Linked DNA regions of Sus scrofa: region 1 is linked to region 2. A link is a contact called in public HiChIP or PLAC-seq data. All regions are on one chromosome and are shown on one strand. Each heading gives the region's core, a stretch centred on a gene start, on an enhancer-like site or on the middle of the called end of the contact. The rest is flanking DNA. Distances are from core to core; before and after follow the strand shown.

Region 1 (4,178 bases), core at 1,524-4,023, 77 kb before region 2:
TCAAAAGATTGCTAAGCTACACTATAAAATTTATTCACCCATACATATTATAAAATTTAAGGACCAGTCTTCTCCATCCCCTTACCATCAAGAAACTAGGTTTCTGATTTCCAAATAAGAAAATCTCTCTCTTCCTCATTTACATGTGAGAAAAGGTCATTCCTAGCCCTGGCATGGTGGTAGGATGGGCATAAGGATAGGTCTATTTTTGCAGAAGTTTCTTCAAGAGCAACACTCAGAAGGAGGAAGAGTAATGGAGCTAGAGTACGCTTCACACAGACTGTGGGGGGATTAGGAGATCAAGTCTGAGGGAAATTTCTGGTTGAGTTAATAAAATTAAACTGAGGGTTCACCAGAATTCTCTGAGATTGAGGTTTGGTAGGTTTTGCTAGACTTGCAAACCTGGTTATTTTCCATAAATGTCCCCATCCTAAACCCCAGGGCATTGCTCCCCTGGGCTGCCAAGATGGTGAGTCATCTTGCATTGAGAGCTATCAGTGGCTATCTCAGGGCTTTTTATTTCTCTTCTCTTGTTATTTCAAAAGACATGAGGACAAGCCTAGGCTTAGTGAGAGGCACTGGTAGGATCAATTAGTGATGTCTGTCATGGGCAAGGGAAGAGGAGGGAGTCAGCACAAGAGCTGTGTTTTGCTATCCTGAGTGCATCCTAAAAGAAACAAATCTGCATTCCTTTCATTTCAGCGGAAAGCAAGCTGAATTTTTTAAAGCCTGGAAACAGCAAAAAGGGAAACAGGGAGTTCCCATCGTGGCTCAGTGGTTAACGAATCCGACTAGGAATCATGAGGTTGCAGGTTTGATCCCTGGCCTTGCTCAGTGGGTTGAGGATCCGGCATTGCTGTGGGCTGTGGTGTAGGTGGCAGACGCGGCTTGGATCCTGCGTTGCTGTGGCTCTGGCATAAGCCAGCAGCTACAGCTCCGATTGGACCCCTAGCCTGGGAGCCTCCATGTGCTGCAGGTGCGGCCGTAAAAAAAAAAAGGACAAAAAGAAAAGGAAAAAAAAAAAAAAAGGGAAACAGCATACAATAAGGTACTCTTATTTACAATTTATGGTTTCCTCTTTTTGTAAAACAAGTGGAAGAAAGAGGAGCCTAGCTCCTGATCTGGAGTCCATGAGGCATAGTTTTATATTCTAGTCACTATCCCAAATCCTTGGAATAAGACTCTCAAACCTAAGACAGAAGCTCTGGCAATAGACCCAGGCCCTCTCTTTTTTAGGTCCTCACTCTAAATTCTGATTTCATATAAGAGATTCTTCTCTTCTCTCAAGACTGACATTAAAAACACCCCTAGAGAAGAGATCCCACTCATACCTACCCAGTCACAGGGTAACTATGGTGGAATTCTTAAGCAAAGTGGTCCATGGATAGAATTCCTGAGGGGCTATGACTTTGAATAATGAGGAAAAAATCTTGATTTCTAATGGAATTTAGCATCTCCCTCAATTATGAAAGTAGAAAACAGACCTCAAAAGCATTAGCAATACTTGTGACTTTGTTACTATTGTAAATAAGAGTTATTTTCTTTATTTCATTACAGTGTTGCAGATGTCCTGAAATAACATTTATGCTCATCACTGTTTGAAAGAATGGTATTAGATCTTGTGATTTAAAGTGTTAATAATGCAGCACACATTACACTACTATATTACTGCACAAACATGAGAATATTTGACAATTGCATTTGAATGTAATTGGTCTCCTTTGCCATCCCATGCGTTTTACTGTATGTACTTATAAATGTTACTCTGAGAAGGCATCTATAGGTTCACTGCCAGAGGGGTCCATAACACAAGAAAAGGTAAACCTCCTGAGCTTTCGAAGAACAACTATTTAGTTCTCTGTCTGCCATGGAATATAAACTAAAATCCCTCAAGACTGAATCAGACATGCACATACCGAAACAGAGGGGTCTTCCCTCGCTCCCTCCTCCCCTGTGCAGAGAGGGTGTGAATCTGGCATCTGTTTTTATTTATTGGTTGTTAATAACATTGATGTTTGTTGAAAACTGGCAATTGTGACCGTTTCTGCCTACATACTGTAGGGTGGAAATTAAGCGCTGGTAACCATCAGAAGCTTATTGCAGCTATACTCACTTACTGTAACTATCTCAATCTTAATGGGGAAGCTTCCTTTTTATAGTTTTTTTCTTCCTTTATGCATGTTATGGGTTTTTTTTTTTTTAAGTTTTGTTTGGTTTTTGCTCTTACTCCCATAAACTGAGTTTAGATCAAAACAGTGTCCAGAAGTGTTCAGACTTTTAGATCTCTTGTCTAGCGAGGCATTACTTAAAAACACGGTGTTCTCAGCTACATCCTGTTATAAAAAAGCAGTGACTCCAACGTGATGTATTTACAAGACATGACCGAGTATCTTTTCCTGTAATTAAAAAAAAAAAATCTTCATAACTGCCTGCCGGAAGATTCTGACAGATCGACAACATAAGGGAATGTCTTTGAAGATTAGAGAACTGAGAAGGCCTGTGTACTACTTCAGATTCCTGCTGGGTAGTCTGTTTGCAAAAGGAGATGAAGGACTTCATTGTGTCACAATCTTGGCTTAACCTGGGCGGGAAGGTGTCAGAAGAGTAGTTTAGTGGCGACAAAGGCCAAGGGCTGGGCCGAGGGCGGGGCTGCCGCGGCCCGCGATCAGGAGCCAGCCGGGCTCGCGGACCTCGGGGCGGAGCGCGGCCCGCGCGCTGGAGCCGGACGGCGGGCGCCGCCCACAGTGCTCCCGGGCCGGGCCGAGCGAGGCCATGGGGCGGTTGCTGGCTCTGAGCTTGCTGGGGATAGCGCTGGCGCTCCTGGGCGAGAGGCTCCTGGCGCTCAGGTAGGTGGGGCTCCCTGGGGTCCCTGCTCGAGGTGGCCGGGGTGCGGGCGAGCGGGGACACTCGCGGCCGGGGAGGAACTCTGCACCGCGCTGCTCCCCCTCCCCGCGGGTCGCCTCCACCCCACCCCCAGCTGCCAGCAAAACCCTGCACCGTTTGGGCTGAATCGCGAGACTTCCTAAAAAGTTTACCAGCCTTGGCTGTTCACAAAGTTCTTTTCTCCCCAGGCTGAAGAAGCGAGTTCTTTGGAGTTTACTCGAGGGCAAACCCTGTACTTTAACTTGAAAACAAAACTGTGACTCATGCACTGAAACTTTAATTATAAAGATTTCTTTCAGGTCACTGGTGCCGCTTCTCTTTGTTGCTCCAACCAGCCTCGGTCTTTAACAGAGTTGTTCTCCATCCCTCTCCTGCAGAGTTAGAGAAACTCTTCCGCTGCTCTCTAATCTTGGCGCAGTAGATCAAAGATACCCGAGATACTCAGCTAGTGACCTTACATCACTTCCGTATTTATCTTTTGGCCGGGAACCCTGAGGCTAGAATGCCAAACAGGACACGCCTAGTCCATCTCACATCTTCGGTATAATGAAGAAAACTCGGGGAGGCAGACGTCATAGTCTCCGAATTATCAACTCAAATTTTATAAGCTTCTAGGCGAAAGAATTCTAGAAATGCTGAGTGCTTAATCTATACCATGCTCTCTTGGGCTCCTGTAATCTAGTAAGTCACCGTCCTTACCCTTAAAAAGTTCATCCGATTATAGGGCAGAAGAGAAATAAAACAAATAGATAAATTAGGATGTTCAGGACAGGTACAAACCAATCCCTACAGGCTTGAGGAAGAGTTACAGTTCCTGAAGGTGGAGTTCAGGAGGAAGGGACTTTTGACATTGTCCTTGCGGGATGGGTGAAACAGATAGGAATTGTGCCTCAACAAAGGGAATGAGGTAGGGACTTTTAGATTTGAGGAGAGCAGAAAGTTAAGTGATGAGAATAGTACGGGTAGGGGAAGGATGGGGTTTGAGGTGGTTAAATATATGTTGGAAAATTGGGGCCTGCTTTGATAGGCAGAGCGGAACTATTTATTGTGTGTTCTATTTTTTAAACAGGTACCTGTTGAAACCATCTAAAGCATAACCAGTTGGGCTGTGTAGAGATGGCCTGGGAGGCTGGATTAGAGCAGAGTGGTGGTTCTCATGCTAACTGGGCTGCACTCCCAGCAATTCTGATTCTGTCCATCTGGGTGGGGCCCAGGCCTGAGTATTTTTCATTTTTAAAAATTCTCCTGATAATTCTAATATACAGTTAGAGCTGACAAGTACCAGTATAGAGGGC
Region 2 (4,284 bases), core at 867-3,366:
AGCCTGAAGGCCTGAGAAATGAGTGGCCACTGGGTTAAGTCTCAGAGTCTGAAGGCCTGAGAACCAGGACTCTGGTTCTATATCCAAGGGCAGGAGAAGATGGATGTCCCAGCTCAAGTAAAGAGAAAGAGAGAAGTCATTCTTTCTCCACCTTGTTGTTCTATTCAAGCCCTCAACAGACTGGAAGATGCATGGCCCACAGTGATGAGACTGGATCTCCTCTACTGATTCAAACACTAATCTCTCCTGGAATCACTGTTGCAGACACACCTATGAAAGATGTTTTACCAGCTATCTGGGCATCCCTTTGCCCAGACATGTTGACACATGAAATTAACCATCACAGCAACTCTGTCAGTTCAGCTTCCAACTCATGAGAGACCTTGGGTCAGAGTAGCCAGCAATGTTATTCCCACATACCTGACCCATAGAAATTCTGACATAATGAATGTCTGTTGCTCTTAATTGGTATATTTTTATGCAATTTATTGTGCAGCAGTAGCCAATTAATACAGCAGTAGAGCCTATGACTCATATGTTTGGTTCAAGAAGGTGGGAGAGAAAGAGATGGGTGAACAAAAATGTCTAGACTTGGGGTCTGAGTGACTAGATAGCAGTGGTCCCATTTATTGAAGTGTGGAGGGCTTAGAGGATACAACATGTTGATGTGAGGGAATCAACAGTTCTGCTTTGGAGATATTTTGAAGAATATATTAGACTCTCCAGTGGGAGTGTCAACTAGGCAGCCAGTTAGCAGAAAGTGAGCACTCACCAGCCAGTCATTAAATGTCTAATAAGGGATCACTTTTTGCCAGCCTCTCTTCTACGCCCTGGGATCGCAGTGGGGAAAAGGCAAAAACCCTGACCACAAAAAGCTTACATTTCATTAGGCCACAACAGAGCATGATTGTATAAATAAATCAACAAGTTGATTTCAGAAACAATAAGTGACAGAAGAAAAAATGTGAGGATGTTTCTGGATGTGGCTTACGCCACTTTAAGTAGACATTTCCAGGATGATCTTTTAGAGCCACCATAAGAGGCCTGAGCTAGGTATGGACATTTTGGAAGCACCAGCGCACTGATGGTATGGAAACCCACTGGAATGAGAACTATCCAAGGGCTTCATCATGTTGAGATCAGTGACAGGAGAATCCTGCAAAGAAGACCAAGAAAGCTGGAGAAAGACTGGGAGAGGGTAGAATCATGAATCTAAGACAGGAAAGGATTTAAAAAGAAGGAAGTGGTGATCTGTGCCCAAAGCAGTTACAATCTGAGAATGATTTGCAAACTTGAATAGCACAACTGCATTACTCAATTAAGGCATTCACAGAGACAGCTTCAACTTCACGGGAGAGAACCTGTGTCCCACTTTTCAACAGGAACAATGTCAAAGAATTTGTAGCCATCATTTATCTGTTACAAGAGTTACTAAGATGGAAGCAACAACTGTTGACAAGTATTCCAAAGAGATTTTTTTTTAACAGAGGAGCAGAGAAAGAGAACAGTAAGTAGTTAGAATGTGAGATCAAAGAGCATTTTAACCCAGAAAACTATGAGGAGTGACACTAAAGCATGGGGGTATTTGACGGCAATACTCCAGAAAAGAGGAAGAGGTGGATGTTGTAGGAGAGAGAAATTGTAACTGGGACCAAAATCCTGAAGAAAAGAAAAAAAGGGGGCCCAGAGTAAAAAGAAGAGCTGGCCTTTAGTGAAGCAGGAAACACCTCACTCATGGTAACAGGAGAGAAGGCAGAGATGGGTATGTGGAGGCACCTCCTACTCTGCTTTGCTCAGTAGGGCTTAGAGGGCTCAAGCACAGCCCTCTCTTCCTTCTGTGCGTTTCCAGACTGAGTCACGGTGATCAAGTTACTGAACCCTTCTGAGCCACCAGGATTAGAAGCTTGTTAGCACAAAGTGAGCGCTCCTCAAAGCTCGTCTCTCCTTTCCCACAGCTATTTCCTCTAATCTGCTTGTTTTACCCCCCTTTTCACTCAGTCTAGGCAGCTCGTTCTCAGTCTCCTCTCTTTAAAGTGTCTCAGCGCTGACCTCAAGCCTGAGGTGCAGGGGGCGGGGTGAGCAGCCCGACGGGGAGGGGTGGGACCAACCTTGGGCAGCCTGAGGCTGCAGGCAGGAAAAGTCTCTGGTACATCTCCTATCTTGGGTGCATCTGTCTGTCCATTCTTCCAAGGTCTGTCGGACCATGGCGAAGCTGATGGTGCTCACCCTCTTGGGGCTGGGGCTAGCACTCTTCAGGGATCATCGGTCTTCTTATCTGTAAGTTGGGTTGTGCCGAGGGCTGCTGCATGGTCCTATCTGTCCCACCCTCTAGCCTGGCCCAGGAGGCTCCCCTGATTCCCAAGCAGGTTCCAGGCTCTCAGAAAATCTTCAGGCGAGTGCTGGCCTTATCTGCCACAGCAATTTCATAAATAGCCCACTTTCCCCAGCCACCTGGAAGCATACCCTTGCTCTCCGCCTGGGAGAGAGGTTAAAAAGACTCATGGGTGTGAGCGGCCAAGCTGTTGGCACACACAATTTTTCATGAATATAGGTGTATCTTGGCTAGATTCACTTCTCAACTTTTGCTTCAAAACAGATAACCAGAGTGGCAGGGGGCGGGAGGCATGATATTGTGTGAGTTAGAGAAGGAGTTCCTGCCTTGGCTGCCTGGACATTCTCAATTTTGAGGCCGCACTGTTAAGAGAGACAGAAAACTCGTGTGGGGAGAAGCAGGTAGGAAAGAATGGGCCACCTGCTCCAGTGGGGGCTGGGTGGGGCCAAGGGGAGAGAACACCAGCATTGGCATTTGACCTCCTGGGCTCTTGCTACATCCCTCCCACTGTGGGATCTTAAACAAATGACTTTATATTTCTAAATTATTAGCTGCTTCAATAAACCTTGTATCAGAAGCATCTAACACTGTGCCTGGATATAGTGACTATTCAATAAATGTTAGTGCCCTGCTTTCCTTAAAGTATTTTATAAACCTTCAAGTACTCACAAGGGGAAAAAAATGTTTTTAAGACTATATCAGGAGTTTCACAGTAACTTTTTTAAGGGTTCAAAGTCTAGAGATCATCTTAATCCCTAAGGCTTAATCAGTAATACCCTGTTGTTATTTACTTTGAAGTAAAACATTACTAAAAATCAAACTGAACATTTGGGTTTTTAGAAAAAAATCATATGACCCTATGGACTGCTAAGAAACTTAAATTCAGAGTAAGTTTTATAACTATTGGGGTTTTTTCTTCTAATGGTTGGTTATTTTTGGAATCACAAACTGTTAGAAAAACGTAAGAAAGAGTGATTTGGGGTTTTTAATCATGTAAAATTACCATATGTGGATTTTCATTGATCATAGTACTATTCGTTGCCAAATGAGAATATATCATGTATTATGTACATACATAAAATAGTAATGTATATAAATATATCATATTTTATATATATATATTTGTGTTCATTGTGGTATTACCTATAATGAAAATAAATGAGATATAAATGTCTGACACCCCTTCTAGGCTTTCTCTTTTTGATTCTCCCTAGGTTTGTTCTGCCCATATTTTTCAATCCTCCCCCCCCGACCACAGATGTCCTCTAAAGGGTTACAGATCTGCTAGGAAGGAGTGAGAATCTATCTTTCTGGTTTATCTTCCTTAATTTACTCTAAGGATGGCGTCTGTAAGCATTTTGTGTATGCTTTTGTGTAAAAGTATAGCTTTACCGTGACCACCCTAAAACGTTTCTCTCTCAACATCAGGTCTTAGAGCTTATCTGATCCAATATTAATATCTCCCCACATTTGTTCCTTGGAACACATCACAAGACTCGCTCCATAAAAAAGAGGCTCCTTGAACAAATACATTTGGGAGATATCTATTATCACCTTTTTTTAGAGAGCAGCAATGCATTCTGGCATACCGAAAGCTTTGAAAACTCCTTCATAACAAAACAAACAAAAAAAGATTTTACTTTGTCATTTCACAGACTTATTTATCTACCTTCTTTACTCTTGTTTTTAGATACCATCTATAAAGTCCTGTATAACTCTCCAGGATACAGTTTGAGACAATTTATTCCATACCATTGACTTGCACTAAAACATGATTTTCAACTGAAAAAGTTGAGGCCTGGACTTGGCGGCAGGGGGAACTTGGCCTTGGTTTCTGGGCCCCAACCCTGATTCTGATTTGTCTCAAGGGACCAATGCACACTATGGTCATAGTTTAACATAATGTCAGTCTCTGTGAGTCCCCCTGTTAGGTTTGCCCATGTTTTCCTTTT

Evidence for each region. HiChIP or PLAC-seq counts read pairs in DNA pulled down with a chosen protein or histone mark.
Region 1: an H3K27ac HiChIP or PLAC-seq map of alveolar macrophages shows a contact between it and region 2. The contact joins the promoter of PON2 here to the promoter of PON1 in region 2. A contact is called at or near these places in 2 of 5 promoter capture datasets (both in liver), 4 of 47 Hi-C or Micro-C datasets (liver and skeletal muscle) and 1 of 2 datasets of contacts at active chromatin or transcription factors (alveolar macrophages).

What each region holds. Positions count from the first base shown.
Region 1 is chr9:75,049,945-75,054,122 of Sscrofa11.1, reverse strand. It overlaps PON2 (paraoxonase 2), which reads left to right and starts at 2,773. Exons shown (of 9, transcript NM_001123223.1): 1 at 2,773-2,846. The coding sequence starts at 2,773.
Region 2 is chr9:74,972,540-74,976,823 of Sscrofa11.1, reverse strand. PON1 (paraoxonase 1) reads left to right here and starts at 2,116. Exons shown (of 9, transcript NM_001097515.2): 1 at 2,116-2,277. The coding sequence starts at 2,204.